Linked DNA regions of Sus scrofa: region 1 is linked to region 2. A link is a contact called in public Hi-C data. All regions are on one chromosome and are shown on one strand. The core of a region is the stretch at or near the end of the contact, and the rest is flanking DNA. Distances in the headings are between cores, read along the strand shown.

Region 1 (4,331 bases), core at 892-3,391, 1.3 Mb after region 2:
TACCTCTCTTTGACCTCCTGTCTCTGCTGCAGCCACTTTGCTCTCCTGACTGCTCCTCAAACACACCAGGCAAGTTTTTGTCTCAGGGCCTTTACCCTTGTCCCCAATGCTTTTCTCTTACTGTCTTGAGGGTTTGCTCCCTTACCTTTAGATCTTTATTCAAATGGTACCATCTTAGCGAAGCCTTCCCTGACCATCCCATTTGAGACTGCACCCCTCTCTGGCACGCCCTATTCTTCCTTCCTGCGGTAGTTTCCTCCATAGCCTTTTACTAAGTTTTACTTAGTTATCACTTGTTTCTCTGATGGAAATGGAAACTCTTCTAGGGCAGGAATTTAAAAACTTATATAAAACAGAAAAAAATATAAAAAAAGAAATTAAAAAAACACAAAAAACCTTTTTAGCTATGATTTCTCAGTGCTTAGAACAGTACTTAGCAAAAACACATGTGTTCAGGAATTCCCGCTGTGGCACAAAGGAATTGGCAGGAACCCTGGCCCAGCGTTGCCACTCTAAGGGCATAGGAAGGACACAGTTGGGGCTTGGATGTGATCCCCAGCCTGGCAACTCCGTATATATAAAACAACGAAATTCCCATTTTGGCTCAGCGGGTAAGAACCCAACTAGTATCCATGAGGCTATGGGTTCAATCCCTGGCCCCGCTCGGTGGGTTAAGGATCTGGGGTTGCCGTGAGCTGTGGTGTAGGCCGCAGATGCAGCTCAGATCTCGCATTGCTGTGGCTGCGATGTAGGCCAGCAGCTACAGCTTCATTTGAACCCCTAGCCTGGGAACCTCCATATGTTGCAAGTGCGGTCCTAAAAAGCAAAAAAAAGAAAAAAGAAAAACAAACAAAAAAAAATCAGTAGTGGTGATTTGCCAGTCTACGAGGTATTTACGCAAAAGAACAGGTTTGCCTCAACCAGGGATAGATGAATCCAGAGTGCATGTGTGGGAGGAACCTAGTCAAGGAGGACTTTTTTTACACGGTGAGATTTCCCCTATTCTGGAGTATTCGTTCTTTTTTTTTTTTTTTTTTTTTTTTGCTCTCTCAGGCCTCACATGGAAGTTCCCAGGCTAGGGATCTAATCAGAGCTACAACTGCCAGCCTACACCACAACCACAGAAACCCCAGATCCGAGCTGTGTCTGCGACCTACACCACAGCTCACAGCAACGCCGGATCCTTAACCCGCTAAGGGAGGCCAGGGATCGAACCCTCATCCTCATGGATCCTAGTCGGGTTCCTTAACTGCTGAGCCACGAAGGGAAGTCCCTGGAGTATTCGTTCTTAAGAGAAGGTCTGCCCCTCTCTCATCCTGAGGCATATTTACCAGAGTGGAGGTATCTTCACCCTTCTATTTGTCTACTGGCATATGCAGTACCATTCACTCCGGCAAGAACTGCATCAGTCCAAGAAGATATTTACCAGCTAACACAATACACTGTACCCGCCCACGAGAACAAATACGACGTGGGTAAATTCTTACCTTGCAGGAAAGAGGCAGAGCCATCGGGCCGGGACAACAAGTTTTGTTCGCAGGCAAAGTGCCGGAGAGTACAGCTGGGGCTCCGAGGGCCAGACTCTGCTCCAGACTCGGGGCGTACCTTGGTTTCAGTCTGCATCGACTCCTCCATCGCCGGGGAGCCCACGTGCAGCAGGGACTGTCGCTTCCGCCCAGAAGCGCGCGCTTGCGTACAGACTGCGTACCCAATGAGCAAGCGCCAACTTGGGTGCGGGGCCCTCCGGGATCCGCGCCCGCACGTGTCTCTGCGTTTACTAACAATCTGGTCCCTCCTACTCCCGCCTAGAGAGTCCAGGAAAGCCATTGGACAGAAGGGAAGAGAGGGCGGGCCTTGGCATGAGCTCGTCCTACCCGAGGCCCCGGGGCCCTGAAACCCTGAAGCCGAGCTCAGTTGCCCTCTGCTTTGCCTGTTAAGAGGAATAACTCCGGTGAAGCGATCGGAGTAATTTGGGGAAATCTGGATTATTTTACCCACCTATATATGTGTCCTAAAGACCGCAGGATTAGTAGCAGGTGGTTTCTTGGCAGAGCGATCCTGGTATTTGAGTCAGGCTCCTGAAGGGGCAGCCCCAGTCTCGCCAAGGAGGGGGACGCTACTCTGAGGTATTAATGGTCAAGATGGCGTTGGCGGTGGCTGTGGCGAGGGTTTGGGAGCGCAGTCAAGGCTTGGGCCAGGCTGGCCTCCTGCTTCTGCGGCGGCTTGGGGCTCGGGGTCTGGCTAGATCTGTGAGTACTGGGGAGGTACCCGAGAAGGTATAGAAATGTTAACTCCTTCTTCAGAGTGTGGCGTCCCTGTAGGGAGTACATGGAGGGCGGTTGAAGGGAGAAGGGCTGCAGAAACATCTTGTAGCGGACCCTCAAGGGAAGAAGTTTCACTTCCTTAGGAGAGGCAAAGCGGGACAGCTTCTTTGTGGACCCTCAGGGAGGAAGACAACGTGGAGAAAGTGAGGGAGGGCGTTTCTTATTAGTTGCCACCAATGCCCCGGGGAGGCCTCTTGGAGGACATGGGGGGAAAGTGTGACCTTTCTCCTCAGGGGTTGGAGAGTGAAATTGCGTTTACAAAGGAAAGATTTTCTTCTTGGGAAAGACTCCCCCTTCCAAGAAGAGAAGAGAGAGCAGATACCCCAGCACAGGCTTTTATAGTGCCTTTTTGCTTCAACTCTGGTTTTTTTTAGTTTGTTTTTTTACTTTTTATTGGGGCATCTGCAGCATATGGAAGTTCCCAGGCTAGGGGTGGAATGGGAACCGCAGCTGGGGGCCAACGCCAGATTCTTAACCCAGTGAGCGGGGCCAGGAGTGGAACCTGCATCCTCATGGACACTATGACCGGTTCCTAACCCACTGAACCACAACAGGAACTCCTGCTCTGATTTTAAAATGAATCGTGTAAAAAAGTCGTTTGATCCTGGGTCCCCTGATGCAGTACCTGGCTGTTGACCTTGTCTGTCTTGATCATTACAAAGGAGATGATTAGTAAGTATTTGTTCAGCTAATGAGGGTGGACGAGGAGGGAGAGAGGTCCAGACAGAGCACTTGTCCACATTGCTTAGGAACACGTAAGAAATGCCTCATTTCTTGTCGCAGGGTCAGCCTTCCTTTAGGTTGATGAGAGCTTTCACAGCAGAAATCTAATTGGGAGCCCCTCTTAAGGGGAAGAGAGGCAGTGGGCTGCAGAAGAGCTGTGGATTGTTTTCACATGTAAGTAGTTAAGAAGGTGTGCTCTGAAGCTAGACCATGTGGGACCAATATCCCTGATCTGCTGTTTTCTAGTTTTTTAGCTTTGGGCAAGGGACTGCTTCTCTCTGGACCTAATCCCCCCCACTCCCACCCCCGCCAGCCAGTAAAATGCTAACAACAGATTGTTGTGAAGAACACAGAAGAGTGCCAAGGACTGGATGTGCCCATGACGAGGGCAGAGTGGATTTTGGCTGCTGTTGAAAGGGGACAGAAACTGACTTTGGAGATGAGGGAAAAGGGCTGGGTTGGTGAGGAAATCTATCAGAACTTTGTGGGGGAGTACCCGTCCTGGTGCAGAGGAAATGAATACTGCTAGTAACCATGAGGTTGCAGGTTCCATCCCTGGCCTCGCTCGGTGGGTTAAGGATCCTGCGTTGCTGTGAGCTGTGGTGTAGGTCGCAGACGTGGCTTGGAAACAGCGTGGCTGTGGTGTAGGCTGGCAGCTGTAGCTCCAATTTGACCCCTAGCCTGGAACCCTCCATGTACCGTGGTGCAACCCTAAAAAGCCAAAAAAGAAAAATGAAAGAAAAATAAGACTTTTTGTGGGGTTGGGCCAGACCGGCTAATCCCCAATTATTAGGAAGGGAAGATGGAATCTGTAGGAAGAAGCTCTAGCCAGGGAAGGAGAATAGGCTGGGAATGAGGTGTGGGTGGGCCTGGGAAGGGAGTCACTTGAGGCAGTTAATTTCAGAAGGGTTCCTGGAGCAAGATGGAAGTGGGACAGTCCCTGCCCTTGGGCTGTTCTCTGTGCATTTTGTTTTGTTTTTTTTTTTTTTAAGCTATCAGATCCTCTGCAGCTGATCTCCCTGGAGGCTGTTGGCTGGTCCTGTGGGTGGGGGTTGGGGGTGGGGTGGCTGGACTGGGGCAGGAGTAGAAGTAAGGAAAGGCCTTTTAGGGCAGAGTAAATCTGCTTCTTGCCTGGCTCAGTCCCCTTGCTGCCCTTCCTTCCTGCCTCCCCTCTTTTTTTTTTTTTTTTTTGCTTTTTAGGGCCGCACCCAGGGCATATGGAGGTTTCCAGGCTAGGATTCAAATCTGAGCTACAGCTGCCAGCCTACACTACAGCCACAGCAA
Region 2 (4,556 bases), core at 33-2,532:
GAGCTTCATGCAGGGCAACCCCTTGACAGTAAAAAATTTGCCAATAGGGGGAGTGATTTGTGCAAATTTAGCGTTCTCTCAAGGCACGTCCCTTTTTCTTGAGACCCATCCGACTATTAGCTGATGATGACCCACTTTTTCCACCTCCAGACGGCTTTCCACCAAGAAAACCCTCCACCATAACAAGAGATCTCCAACCTTTTCCTATCTTGAGCTTCTCGGAGTGCAAACTCGTAACATAATTCAAGGCCCTGTTATTAAGCTGTTGTCATTTACTAATTGGAGAATAACTTGGCCTCTCTGTGCCTGGGTTTCCTTGTGTAGAAAATGGGCATAATACCTCCTTGAGTTAATGTACGTAAAGCACTTTCATGCCTAACCCAGAGGTAGCGGTTAGAATTGCCATTATATATTTGAGGGTGAGAGGTCACAGAAGCCCTGGAACTGGGGAAAGAGGCCCCTTTCCAGCCAGGTGTCGGGGCAGCGCTCCTCCTACCCTCGTGAGTGGGGCGGTACAGGTCTTGGGACCTGGATAATTTGGGAGCGAGACCATGTCAGGCTGGCAGGTCTCAAAAGAATTCTCCATCGGGCCTATTGGTCTCTTCATCTTGCTCCTGAGAATTTCTGTTTGTGGATGTTTATTTCTCCCCCCCTCCCTTCTCCCTTTTTCTCTGTTTCTTTATGTGCCCCCCCCCCACTTCTTGCTCTGAATTTGCCGTCTGGGACCGTCTATATCTCGTCTTTTCTATCTCTGCCTCCCCACCTTCCTTCTCTCTACCCCCTCTCCCTCTCTGTACCCGTCTCCCCTCTGTGTGCGTCTCTGTGTGTGTGTGTCTGTCTGTCTCCCAGTGTTTGTCTTTTTGCCTCCCTCCATTTCTGTCTTTTGCACTCAGTGGGCCTCTCCCCGCCCCCGTCCGTTGGCCTCTGCCCCGGTCAATTCCCCCAGGGGCCCTGCCCCGCCCCCACCTCTGTCCCAGTTCCCTTCTCCGCGCCTCAGGCTCCAGCTTTGAAAACTGGGCCGACACCCCTCACCCCACACACTCCCCGCGGGGTCGCGATCGCCCGCGGACCCGGATCAGGCAAGTCCCGGCCCGCAGCCGGGCGGAAGGGGACTGGTCCTGGGCCGGGCGGGCTGTGCTGGGGCGGTGCGTCCGGGAAGCGCCCCTCCTGGCCCCGCCCGCCCAGGCCCGCCCCTCTCGAGGCCACGCCCCCTCCTGCTGAATAAATGCAGCCACTGTGCGGGCCCCGCTGTAGCCTGACTTCAGCGCTCCCACTCTTGGCCGGCCCCTCAGCCTTCGGCCCTCTGCGCCGCCATGGATCTCACCGCCATCTACGAGGTGAGCCCCCGCTGATTTGCACCCCGGAGTCCCCATGCCTGACTCCTTTCTCAAGTCTCACCCTCTAGCGCCGCAAACTCCCTCCCGGGACTCTGGCTCCCTTCTCAAACTAAGCTCTTTAGCGCTTCGCACTCCGGCCGGGAGGATCCTGCCTCTTCTCAGACCAGTGTGATCCTCTGGAGGTGAAAATGGAGCCCGTGACTTTGTGGTCTCAGCCCAAACACGGGTGGGCTGGCCTTCGGAAGTGGAAAGCTGGAGGGCTTTTCTCAGGCTGGGGCTGTCTGGAGGCGGAAATGGCCCCACACCTGGCTTACCCCTAGTAGTTGCTGAGGGCGCGGTTTTGCGCGGAGGCGTTTCTGGGGCTAGAGTCTCGGAGAGGGGAAGCCGACTTCTGCTTCCCCACTCCCTAACCCAGAGGACGACTCTGGGAACTCTAAAACCCAAGAGGTCCGCACTCCTGGGTTAACTTTGTTCGCGTCTCCAACTTGTGAAACTGGAGAACCCGATGAGTGTAGTCAGATCCCGAGAGGCCCAGAGGCTTAAAATTGGAAGACAGCGGTGTGTGTCCTGACTTGATCCTGCCGGGCAGCCGGGATTCCTGGGCCCCTCGGGATGAGCTTAAGTCGCGAATATAAACTCAGAACCTCCGAATCGAGATTCTTGCGATCCGGAACCCGTATTTTTTTCCTGCGGGCGGGTGGAGTTCTAGCCAGGAACCCACAAACCGGACTGGCAAGCTTTTAGGTGCTCTGCAGCTGGGGGCGGGGCGTCACCCTGTATTTTCGGTGTCTTAACCCATCCCTGTTCCCACAGAGCCTCCTGTCGCTGAGCCCTGACCTGCCATCCTCCGACCACGGAGAGACTGAGTCCAGCCCGGGCTGGGCCACCGCGGGACTGTGGAGCCTCAACTCATCCGATTCCAGCCCGGCTGGGGTCGCTGCCCGCCTACCTGGTCGCTCCACCAGCTTGGTGGAAGGTCGCAGCTGCGGCTGGGTGCCCCCACCCCCAGGCTTTGCACCCTTGGCTCCCCGCCCAGGCCCTGAACTGTCGCCCTCACCCACCTCGCCAACTTCGACCCCCACCACCTCCTCCCGCTACAAGACTGAGTTATGTCGGACTTTCTCAGAGAGCGGGCGCTGCCGCTATGGGGCCAAGTGCCAGTTTGCCCATGGCCTGGGCGAGCTGCGCCAGGCCAGCCGCCACCCCAAGTACAAGACGGAACTCTGCCACAAGTTCTACCTCCAGGGCCGCTGCCCCTACGGCTCTCGCTGCCACTTCATCCACAACCCCAGCGAAGACCTGGCTGCCCCCGGTCACCCGCATGTGCTGCGCCAGAGTATCAGCTTCTCAGGCCTGCCCTCCGGTCGCCGAACCTCGCCACCACCACCCGGCCTAGCAGGCCCTTCCCTGTCCTCATGCTCCTTCTCGCCCTCCAGCTCCCCACCACCACCACCTGGGGACCTTCCACTTTCACCTTCTGCCTTCTCTGCTGCCCCTGGGACCCCTGTGGCCCGAAGGGACCCCACCCCGGCCTGTTGCCCGTCCTGCCGAAGGGCCACTCCCAGCAGCATCTGGGGGCCCTTGGGTGGCCTGCCTCGGAGCCCCTCTGCACACTCCCTGGGATCTGATCCTGACGAATATGCCAGCAGTGGCAGCAGCCTGGGGGGATCCGATTCACCTGTCTTCGATGCCGGGGTTTTGGGGCCACCCCAGCCAACTGCAGTTCCCCGAAGACTCCCCATCTTCAATCGTATTTCTGTTTCTGAGTGACAAGTGCCTGCCCAGTACAGATGAGCTGGATCTTAAGGGGGCCATTTCTCTTGTGCTGTGGGCACCACAAGGGGTCCCAGGGCTGTGGAGAACTGAGGGACTTAATCAAGTAGCTCCCCTCACTTTCCAGAGTGCATTAACTCACTCCCCTGACCGCATGCTGGGGCAGGTCCCCAGTGTGTGAGCTCAGGTGGTCATGGTATTAGGGGGGAGGAGTGTTTGGGGTCTTAAAAAAAGATGTAGCAAATCTGAGGGAGGCAGTGAACCCTCTTCCTCCCACCTCTCCCCTGCCCAATGCTGTGAATAATAAGCCCCCCTCTGCCCCCTTCCACTTTTCCCTAGACACGGAGGTGCCAGTGTTTGATGGTTACTGGAGCCTCCCCTGAGGGGGTATCCTGGTGCTCAAATTTCCCTCCAAAAGCAAGTAGCCAAAGCCAGCGTCAACCCCCTGCTCTCCCGCCCTCGCCTTTGGGCCCTTTATTTATGACGACTTTATTTATTCTAATAGATTTTATAGTATTTATATATATTGGGTCGTCTGCTTCCCTGTATTTTTCTTCCTCTTTTTTGTAATATTGGAAACAATGGAATAATTATTGTTATAAGTAAGTATACTATAATAATATATTAAGTAATAATATATTGTTAAAAGTTTATTTTTGTGTTTTTTGGAATTTTTAAATAAAAGAAATCTGTAAGTTGGAATCCTGGCTCTTCTGCGGTCTAGAGGCGGTCAGAGAGGGGAGGAGGGTGTGGACCTTTTTAGAAGCGGGGTAGAGTCCGCCCTTAGCTCCTCCAAACCTTCCTGGAGCTGAGCCGCCTGCGGCGCTTACCTGGCAGGAAGTGACGTCACTTGCCCCGGCCGTTCACCTGAGAGGGCGGGGCCAGGTGAGGTCACCCGGGAGAAACCGGGAGAGCCAGTTCCCGGGCGTTGGTGGGGGTGGGGGGGCGCCGGCGCTCCTGTCCCGCCGGGCTCTTTGACCCAGCTCTCGGCCAGACGCGGGCGGGGACGGGATGTTTCCGTCCCTACGGGCCCGAGGGAGGAGGGCAGGGCGGAGTGGGGAGGACGGAATGTGCCGGGGCGCGAGCCCAGGGCGGGCGCGGCGGGTGGGGGAGGGGTGGCCCCGGAAGCTGGGGCGTCCTGGGGTCTCACCGCCCGGCCTTCCAGGACGCGGGAGTGTCGGGGGGACAGCTTGAAAGTTTCAGGATTCTAGGATCTCAACGTTTTGGAATCAGCGTTGGTCTCTTGGCGACTTCTAGACCCTTGGGGTCCCAGAACGTTCAGAACTGGCTTTCCGCGCCCCTAGGACCTCGGAATTCCGGAATCTTGGCCGGTCGGGGTTCGGGCAGTTCGGGATTGCGGGACCTCGACGATTCTGAGCCGCGGAAGCTCGCGGCCTCACGTTCCAGGCGGGGTGGGGGTCGCGGTAGCGAGGCCAGGGTTTGTGG

Evidence for each region. Hi-C and Micro-C count contacts between places; a contact is called where the count stands out from the background.
Region 1: a Hi-C map of liver shows a contact between it and region 2, with 4 times the contacts expected there. The contact joins the promoter of BCKDHA here to the promoter of ZFP36 in region 2. A contact is called at or near these places in 1 of 5 promoter capture datasets (liver) and 1 of 47 Hi-C or Micro-C datasets (liver).

Annotation. Positions count from the first base shown.
Region 1 is chr6:49,380,069-49,384,399 of Sscrofa11.1, forward strand. It overlaps BCKDHA (branched chain keto acid dehydrogenase E1, alpha polypeptide), which reads left to right and starts at 2,142. Exons shown (of 9, transcript NM_001123083.1): 1 at 2,142-2,249. The coding sequence starts at 2,142. EXOSC5 (exosome component 5) reads right to left here and starts at 1,679. Exons shown (of 6, transcript NM_001244661.1): 1 at 1,488-1,679. The coding sequence starts at 1,635.
Region 2 is chr6:48,062,450-48,067,005 of Sscrofa11.1, forward strand. ZFP36 (zinc finger protein 36, C3H type, homolog (mouse)) reads left to right here and starts at 1,283. Exons shown (of 2, transcript NM_001168419.1): 1 at 1,283-1,337; 2 at 2,151-3,786. The coding sequence starts at 1,314. The coding sequence ends at 3,107.